2 separate regions of the Mus musculus genome follow, and region 2 is linked to region 1. Evidence: chromatin contacts called from public Hi-C data. All regions are on one chromosome and are shown on one strand. Each heading gives the region's core, a stretch centred on a gene start, on an enhancer-like site or on the middle of the called end of the contact. The rest is flanking DNA. Distances are from core to core; before and after follow the strand shown.

What was found. A called contact is a pair of places that touch in the nucleus more often than the background predicts.
Region 2: a contact with region 1 is called in a Hi-C map of cerebellar granule neurons, with 2.4 times the contacts expected there. The contact joins two enhancer-like sites. A contact is called at or near these places in 15 of 484 Hi-C or Micro-C datasets (the BV-2 cell line, the C2C12 cell line, the G1E-ER4 cell line and 10 more).

Annotation. Positions count from the first base shown.
Region 1 is chr3:127,204,478-127,209,116 of GRCm38.p6, forward strand. All of the region lies in intron 1 of Ank2 (ankyrin 2, brain), which reads right to left. Among named protein-coding and RNA genes, the nearest start is that of Gm16958, 45 kb to the left of the region's middle. Within about 2 kb of position 1,359, at least 10 of the 459 cell types and tissues checked have an H3K27ac peak or open chromatin away from gene starts, as enhancers often do. A contact at or near this core is called in cerebellar granule neurons, where this site is marked.
Region 2 is chr3:127,301,551-127,305,801 of GRCm38.p6, forward strand. All of the region lies in intron 1 of Ank2 (ankyrin 2, brain), which reads right to left. Among named protein-coding and RNA genes, the nearest start is that of Gm52631, 83 kb to the right of the region's middle. Within about 2 kb of position 1,686, at least 19 of the 459 cell types and tissues checked have an H3K27ac peak or open chromatin away from gene starts, as enhancers often do. A contact at or near this core is called in cerebellar granule neurons, where this site is marked.

The sequences.
Region 1 (4,639 bases), core at 109-2,608:
TTTACTGATTGACTTCAAAACTGGTAAGACTAACGGGGAGAACCGGTAGAGCCTCTCCCATGCAATGTGTTGCTTTCAAGTTGGACCACAACCAGATTAAAAGTATGTTTTTATTTAGATTGAAACTAAGCCTCCCCACGCGCAGTCGAAAGTGGCAGGAAGAATTCTAAGGTGGGATAGTTCCTTGAGTGAAGGAGGACAAGAACATCTTCAGTGCTTAGAGCATCACTCAGACCTGTCTCAGGAGGGCTTGCAGGTCACTGCACTGCCATGCCGGGCACTGGAAGACTAGATGTCAGCAGGTACAAGGGAAAACTTATCAGCCTCCTCCGGCAGGGACAGAGCACAGTGAGGATTAAGAGAAACCAAAAAAAAAAAAAAAAAAAAAAAAAGCAACATCTCCACTGGAGAACCATGGGATGTAGTCTTTCAGAGCACGGAGGCACAGAGAATAGTTAACATGCCTTCTCCCTGTAATGTTCATCCAGTGTCCAGAAAAATATCTACGAAAGATGCAAAGACTGTGGGTTGAACAGGACAACCCACAGGGGTGAGGATTAGACTTGTTCTGGTCAAGGGTTAACAGGAATACGGGTAAATAATCAAATAACGTGATTTTTGACCTAAGCCTGGAAATTGAGAGAGAGCTACAGACACCTTCAGCAGCAGCAGCAGCAGCAGCGGCGGCAGGCTATGAGCTAACTACACTGTTGAATGGCACTGTCCTTTGGAAAGGCCAGAGAGCAAGTCTGAACAGGAATTGTGCAGAAAGGTGTAAATAGTAACTTAGACACACCACTGGAGATTCCAGACCAGAACAGCAGTGAATCCCACAGTTAAAAAGCAGGACTTCCCACAGAAGTTTCATGTGGCAGTAGAGTACTCAGGTTAAGATACCAGACAGCTGCCGGGCGGTGGTGGCGCACGCCTTTAATCCCAGCCCTTGGGAGGCAGAGGCAGGCAGATTTCTGGGTTCAAGGACAGCCTGGTCTGCAAGTGAGTTCCAGGACAGCCAGGGCTATACAGAGAAACCCTGTCTCAGAAAAAAACAAACAAACAAAAAAGATGACATACGGCTAAGCCAAAGGCCAAATGGATTTGTTGCTTTTAAAAGACTCAGCTGTTTCAGAGTGCTTACCTAGCACAGACGAAACCACAGGGCCCTGCCTCAACACCACACCCACTGGACCTGGTGGCATACACCTATACAACCCCAGGAATCAGGAGGTAGAAGCAGGTAAATGCTAAGTTCAAGGTCATCTTTGGCTACATGGTGAGTTTGAGGCCAGCTGGAGCTACGTGAGACCTTATCTCAAACCAATGTTTTTGTTTGTTTGTTTGTTTGTTTGTTTGTTTTTTACCAGACATGATGATAATCGCCTCAGCACTAAGGAGGGTGACACTAGTTTGAGGACAGCCTGGGCTACATAGAGACCTGTCTCAGACAAGCAAATAAAACAAAGCTCACAATATCTATCACTCCTAAGCTTACGGTGGACCCTCCACTTGCTCTGCCTTTCTTTCTGAGAACGCGTTCTCCTCTCACTCTAATGCCTAGTGGCCACTGCAGCCTGAGCTGGAGAGACCTGGCTGGCAGCCTGCTCTATTTTGGCTGCCTTGATGGTTTATGCCAAAAAGAAATTGTTAAATTCTGCTCTGCAGGTGGCAAGGCTGTTTTATAACAAATTGCTGGCTAATTAGGGCATAAATGTTTCTTTCTTCTCCTTGACCTTGCCTGTTCCCTCCTAAGGGCTTCGCTGCTCTAGTCTCCACCTTTCCCTGGTTTTACAGTCTCATTTGCTCTTCACCTTGCTTCTTACTTCCAGAGCTTTTAGCCTCTTTCCCAGCTTTCTGCAGCTGTTGGGTCTGATGTCTCTGGCTCTGCTTTTACTTTTATGGTTCTCTAATGCTAAGGCGGTAACTAGAGCTGGAGAGATGGCTCAGTGGGTAAAGGCAATTGCTGCCCAGTCTGACAATCTATGCTCAACTCCAGGGCCCACATCAAGATGGAAGGAGAGAAATGACTCACAAAACTGCCCTCTACCTCCACAGGCACACTGTGGTACGTGTCTGCCTCTTTCTGACTTCTCCACACAGTAGTGAAATAAAAATGTAATAAGAATAACAACTTATCTGATTGTCTATAATTTGTCTTAGTTTTAGCTATATATAAATATACAATTATATAAATTATAATTTAGCTATATATAAATATGCAATTTAGCTGTATATAAATATACAATCTCATAAGTTATTTATAATCATGTTTTTTTATGTGATATAAAATTCTATCTAGAACTGAGCCCGAATGTAGTAGCACACATCTCCAATCCCAGCTCTCAGGAGGCAAAGATAGACAGATCTCTGTGAGTTCAAGGCCAGCCTGGTCTATAAATCGAGTTCTAGGACAGCCTGAGCTACATAGAGAAAACCTGTCTAGAAAAACAAAAACAAAAACAAACAACAATAACAAAAAAACTTCTATCTGAAATCTATAGACAATACATTGAAGTGCTCCACTAGACAACTTACTAAGGACCTACTAAAATGGTTTTATATATTGTTAATAATTTTTATTGTTTTTATGTCTTTCATTGTTTGAGTTGCCTGTTTTTGAGACCGGGTCTCATGCTGTAGCCCAGGCTGGCCTAGAACAATGTGTAACCAAGGCTGGCCTTAAACTGTCAGTAATCCTCCTGCCTCAGTCTTGCAAGTCCTGGCATTCCAGGTATGTACCACTTATGCCTAGCATAGTTTCCAAGTTTTTAATGGGTTGTGAGCTTGTATAACATCCAAAAACTACTAGATAGTAGAAAACAAGGTTAGCATGCACTTAAAGATCTATAGAAATCGCCAATATGCAAATTACTTTTTAAAAAACAGATTTATTTATTTATTTATTTTTTGTCTGAGTGCTCTCTCTGCATACACTGTGTGCCAGAGGGGACATCATGTCCCATTATAGATGGTTGTGAGTCACCATGTAGATGCTAGTAGTTGAACTCAGGTCCTCTTAACTGCTGAGCCATCTCTCCAGCCCCTGCAAATTACTTATTTGTGTGTGTTTTTTGTTTTCTGATTTTTTTGTTTTGTTGTTGTTGTTTGTTTGTTTGTTTGTTTTGGGTTTTTTGGGACAGGGTTTCTCTGTATAGCCCTGGCTGTCCTGGAACTCACTTTGTAGACCAGGCTGGCCTTGAACTCAGAAATCTGCCTGCCTCTGCCTCCCGAGTGCTGGGATTAAAGGCATGCGCCACTACTTTTTTAAAAAGTCAATATTCTCATAATTTTCATAATCATGTAAAAACAATACATCCAATATAAACAAAGCAAATCACCTCAACTTTGTGTTTCTTTGCAATCTTTCATGTAGGAGACCTACACACATTGCAGGGAGAGTAAATTTCAAGACTTTTATACACTAGTCAAGGTGATAGTGATTTGTTCCTAAGATGTGGCTGAGTCCCCCATCTTTCCAACCCTCAGGATGTTATATGATTTGTTTTCCAACCATCCCAGGAGCCACATGACTGGATCCATTGTAGTCTGCGTAGAGCATTGCGGGACTTAGCAAACATCTCCAGCCGTAGGAGTTACATCACCAGGACAGATAAGAGAGCAAGTGTTGCCCTCAAAGGCTGAGCGAAACATCCCTGGTTCTTTTCACATTGGCCATGCCACCCAAGTGAAGTCTCAGCAGGCCAGACAACTTCAGGTTCACTCTTAGGGTGACCATCATTAAATAAGTGCAACTTAGAAGGAGTTCTCAGACTCTAAGGCTAGACTTGAGGCATCTCCAGGAAGACCATACCAGGGTGTGAACAATGGGCAGGCACACTTGCCAGTTTCTCCATGAGACCACTGTCTTCTTACTCCCTGTCATCACAAGTACATTGTCTTAGCTTTCCTGTGATTGTAGGTGTCATACTAAGACCCTGCCCTCCATGGGGGATGTCATGACTTTTCATGGTTCCAAGCTCATGAAGCTGATGACGTCTAATCATGTCTGTCCTTGACCTTTCCTGGGTGTGTCACACTGAAAGCACCTATCGCTCCTTTGGGGGAGCCTCAAACATAAAAATCGGACTGATTGTCTTCTCTGTGCCTGTTCCTGCTTTATCATTAGTGATGCCTGTTACTAGTGCCACCAGCCATCAGCCACTGAGGCTGACACCTGGGGACCCTCTTTGACTCTTGCCTTGCCTACTCTCCCTGTCACTCTTGCTCAGTGGTGTAATTAGAAGACCTAACCTTGGCCCATTCTGCTCCACACCTACGCCTGTGTCACGGCTCATTCCCCTTGCATGTCTCCCAACACTGCAAGTCTCTAGGAAAATCTGCCTCAAGACTTTAGCTGAGTCCGAGCACTACCAGGTACACCCTTCTTTTCTCAGTGTGATCTCTTCTCTCTTCCTGGAACACAGATCACACTCAGCCCTCTGCCTAAAAAGGCTTCTCTCATGATCTGCCTAGCTTATCTCCCCCGCATCGCATTACTGTAGCTTGAGCTGTTGCCTGGCCTCTGCCCTTCTCTAAGTCCTCCTCTGCTGCTGCAGTAAGGAGCTCTATAAGCTTCCAGGGCTGGAGTTGCCTTCCCATTCAACAGTCGCTTACTGATGTGCTTGCCATCCTCCAGAGACTT
Region 2 (4,251 bases), core at 436-2,935, 97 kb after region 1:
ACAGCTTTTACAGAAACCCTCTCACTCCTCACTTAGGACTACAGGTGGCCTAAAATCAGAACAAAAATCTAACGTCTCCGTCCACCTCCTTTACTTGGGTGACAGCAGGGCAATCGACCTTACTCCATTTTCTACGATACCTTGCCCCTTCGGGCACTCAGATGAAGCAACCATCTGGTGCTGAGACTACACCCTAATGGAGACAACCAGCCCATGAGAACGCCTGGAAAGAACTTCTTCCAACTCCCTGGGAGAACTGAAGCTGAGACAATGGTGGATGGTACCACACCTTGACCCAGCCTGGTTGAGTATACACATTGCTTACCCCTTGGTCCAGTTCTTATCATTGAACCCAAAGTTCAAGTCAGTACCCAGTTATGGGTATGGTGGTCACTGGATGCTTTTATCTGTTCCTCTTGATAAAGTGGCTGCATGGACCAAGTCTCACTCTGCTTCGCTCTTTTTCATACATCTTTAACTCGTGGGACATGTGGCTAAGCCTAGCTCTCTGGGGATCCAGGATCCCAAGCTTTTGCCCTAAAATTTCAGTTATAAACGGAACCATTTAAGGACTGGGAAGGTGGCTCAGTCAGTAACATGCTGGCTGCACAAGCCTTGTGGCCTGTTTTTGATCCCTAAAATCCATGTTTGCTTTTCTGTTGCTGTGAGAAACCACTCTGACCAGAAGAAACGTGGGCAGGAAAAAGATTTCTTTCATCTTCTATTGGCAGGTCACAATTCATCACTGAGGGAAGCCATCGCTGGAGCTTGGGCAGGAACTGAAATTAGCATCTGTTCGGCTAGCTTTCTTCCCCAGCCCGGACCCACCCGCCAAAGATGCATAAACCACAGCGGGCTCAATTAGCAATCAAGAGAACTTCCCACGGACATGCTCACAGATCAATCTGACCAAGGCAGTTCTCCACCTGAGGGTCCTTCCTCCCAGGAAACTCTAGTTTATGGTGAACTGCCATTCCACAACTGCAGAGGTGGAGACAAACAGATTCCTGGGGCTCACTGTCTAGCCAACCCAGCCTATTTAGTAGCTCCAGGTCACTGAGGGACCCTGTCTCAAAAAGACAAAGGTGGATGGATCCTGAAGAACTACAATGTGAGGTGACCTTTGGGCTTCACATGCACTTGCACACAGGCCACATGCATCAGCTTACAGACATGTACCCACATGAACACAGGCACACATGGTCATGCACACACACACATGCACACACAGAGACAGAGACAATTATACAATCTAGAACAGAGTGTTAAATGCTTTAATCCTATGCTAAGCTAATTAAATAATTAAAGATTGTGTTATTGTATAGACAAGACACATAGTTTCTAATTTTAGGTCCCCTTACACGGTAGCAAAACTGCTGTGAGTGTTATAATGGTGGTTGTTATAGCAACCAGAATCACATGTAATGACTCTACTAATTTGTCATTGCAATATTTTCCATACTCCCACCCCTTTCTTGATTTGGGTGGTGGGATAAATTTGCCAAAAATACACAGGGGAAAAAAATCTGGCCCAGGAATTCATGTGCAATGGAGTTTATGGTTCTTCAACCAAAGCCTCACTTTTCCCATTGATGGCCTCCCTTGTCAGCCAAAGATGTGGTAGAACAAGCTCTCAAAGGAACCACTGTGGCTCGTCACCAGCCTAATCTAAAGAGCTTTGTCCACGATGAGCTGACAGACCTTGCAATCATGTCACTCTGAAAGCAGAGCCTGTGGCCAGGAGCCTTGCTGTTCTAGTGTTCGGCTGCCTTACTATGGCTTTGAGCCTGTGCCGTGATACATATCCCAGTTCAAGAACTAATGGTTCATAAGGAAGGTCTCCAAATGGGTCATCACTGATAGAATAGTTGATGTATTTTAATTTCTACAGGCATATCTCTCTAAAGCTAAAACAAAAGTGGATTCCACAATTTCCTGGCTATACTCAAAAGCTTCTTTGTCTATTCACTTCAAACTGCTAGCGGAAATGATTAAATATTAAAATAAGCAAGATGCTACCTGTTTCTGCCACTCACACCAAGATTTTCTATGTTAGGTCTATTAGAGATTAAAAAAATGAAGTTTTTAACTAAAATAGCATGGTGTTAAATTTTTTAATATCAAAAGATGTGCAGATTTGACAGATTTTTTTTTTTTGGAGATGGAGACATTAAATCACTTAACATTTTTTGACTTACTACAGTGCCCCACGCCTTTGGAAGCATAGGCTTTTCCACGGATAACAAAAGACATGATGTTAATGGGAAATGTTGGTCATCTCGGGTCCTACTTGTACATCAAAGGAGGGGACCTCAGAGTCTCTATTGCTGAATGGCAAAGAGAAAATGGTTGTCACGGCAGGCCCTGCAGACACGAGGTTCAACGCTAGCATCTTTGCAATGTGAAGAAGTTACTTCAAGTCTTCAACTTCTCTCTAACTCACTTGTAAGAGGAAAGACAGGTTAGGAACCAGCTAGTCCTGACTCCATTCTTCACCAGGGAGAAGCAAGGCCGTAGCTCCAGCTGACATATTATCCCCTTCCTTGGAAAGCCTTCCACCACATTAACTTCCTCAGTTGGAACTCAGGACAGTAGCAGTGCTTGCCAGTATTTAACATTAACAGGCATTTATTTCATGAGGGATTCAATTAAGAGGCTTCTGAGCTCTCTTTAGAGAGTCTATTTCCTCCCACCTCTTAGAATTATTTAATATATTTTAATGACATCCCAAATGGCTCTTATGCCAGAAAACCAGCCGTTTGGCCTGGCCCCCTGCCTCACGGTCCCCACTGAGGGTCCTTTCATGTATCAGCTGTGCTCAGTCAGGCTGCAAATGAAATGTGGCAGCCCAGGAGCACCGGGTCAGGGAGACACTTCATTCAATAAATGTTTACCGGGATTTATGCCTCAAATACCACAGACCGAGATGCATTAAATATTTATAAAACTTCAGAAAGGTGTAAAAAAGGCTGGTAAGCAGCATCTGGTAGAATATGGACATGGATAAGGTCATGACTGATACTCATTATCAATTTCATAACCCCCTAAACCAAAACAAAACCGAATTCTGGTCCTTATGGACTAGAGATATAGATAGATAGATAGATAGATAGATAGATAGATAGATAGATAGATAGATAGATATAGAAGATAGATAGATAGATAGATAGATAGATAGATAGATAGATAGATGATAGATAGATAGATAGATAGATAGATAGATAGATAGAGATAGAGATTAAAGCTAGAGATATAGATAGATAGATAGATAGATAGATAGATAGATAGATAGATAGATAGATAGATAGACAGAGATAGAGATTAAAGCTTTTAAGTTTTATTTATTAGTTAGTAGGGGGTAGTGTGCCAGGGTGTATATATGGAGGTCAAAAGACAACTTTGTGGAACGGGCTCTCTCGTTCCCTTTTACATAGGTTCTGAGGATTGGATTTAGGTCATCAGGTTTGTGTTGCAAGCTCTTCACCCACAGAACCATCTCACCAGAGCTCCCCATATACAAAATAATATTGCAATCATTCAGAACATGATTTGAGATATCATCTAGAAATTTTTAAAGGCAGTAAAAAAAAATTCTCACAATGATCTGCTAACCCTGAATAGTCGAAGTTGGCAGGCAATAATAGACATACGAAATAGACCTGCATTCTCAAAAGAAGAATCTGATTGCCTTACGCAGTACAGCTAGAATAGTAGGAGTGGATTTAGTACATTAAGGTCATTAAAAGTTGCCGGGCATGGTGACATTAGCACTGGAGAGCTTGGGGCTACAGCAGGAGATCCAGACAAGACCATTCTGGCCTACACCACAAGACTTGGTCTAAAAAAACAAACAAACAAAACAAGGAGCGACAACAGTACTTTTTCTTTGAAACACAAGTGTCTTTGAAGGAGAAAAGATGAAGTCTAAAAGCTTCCTGGGGAAATGTGAGTCAGACCAAGACAACAGAGACAGAGCTAAAAAGACTCTGCAAAGACAACCGCACCTACAGAAACATTTCTTCTAGCTCACTGATGGCTTCAGTAATGAGAAGCAAGTAGACAATGAGAAAATATTCATGTTTTAACATGCTTTAACATCCTATGTTTAAAACATAGGATGTTAAAGGAATACTTGATCAGCAAAATGATTAGCAAGAACTAACCAGAGAGTTCTAGAGTAAATAATTCTCTTCTCCATCCCTCAGTGATTCTATATTAAAACAAAACAAAACTTAGTGGGGCTGTGGATTG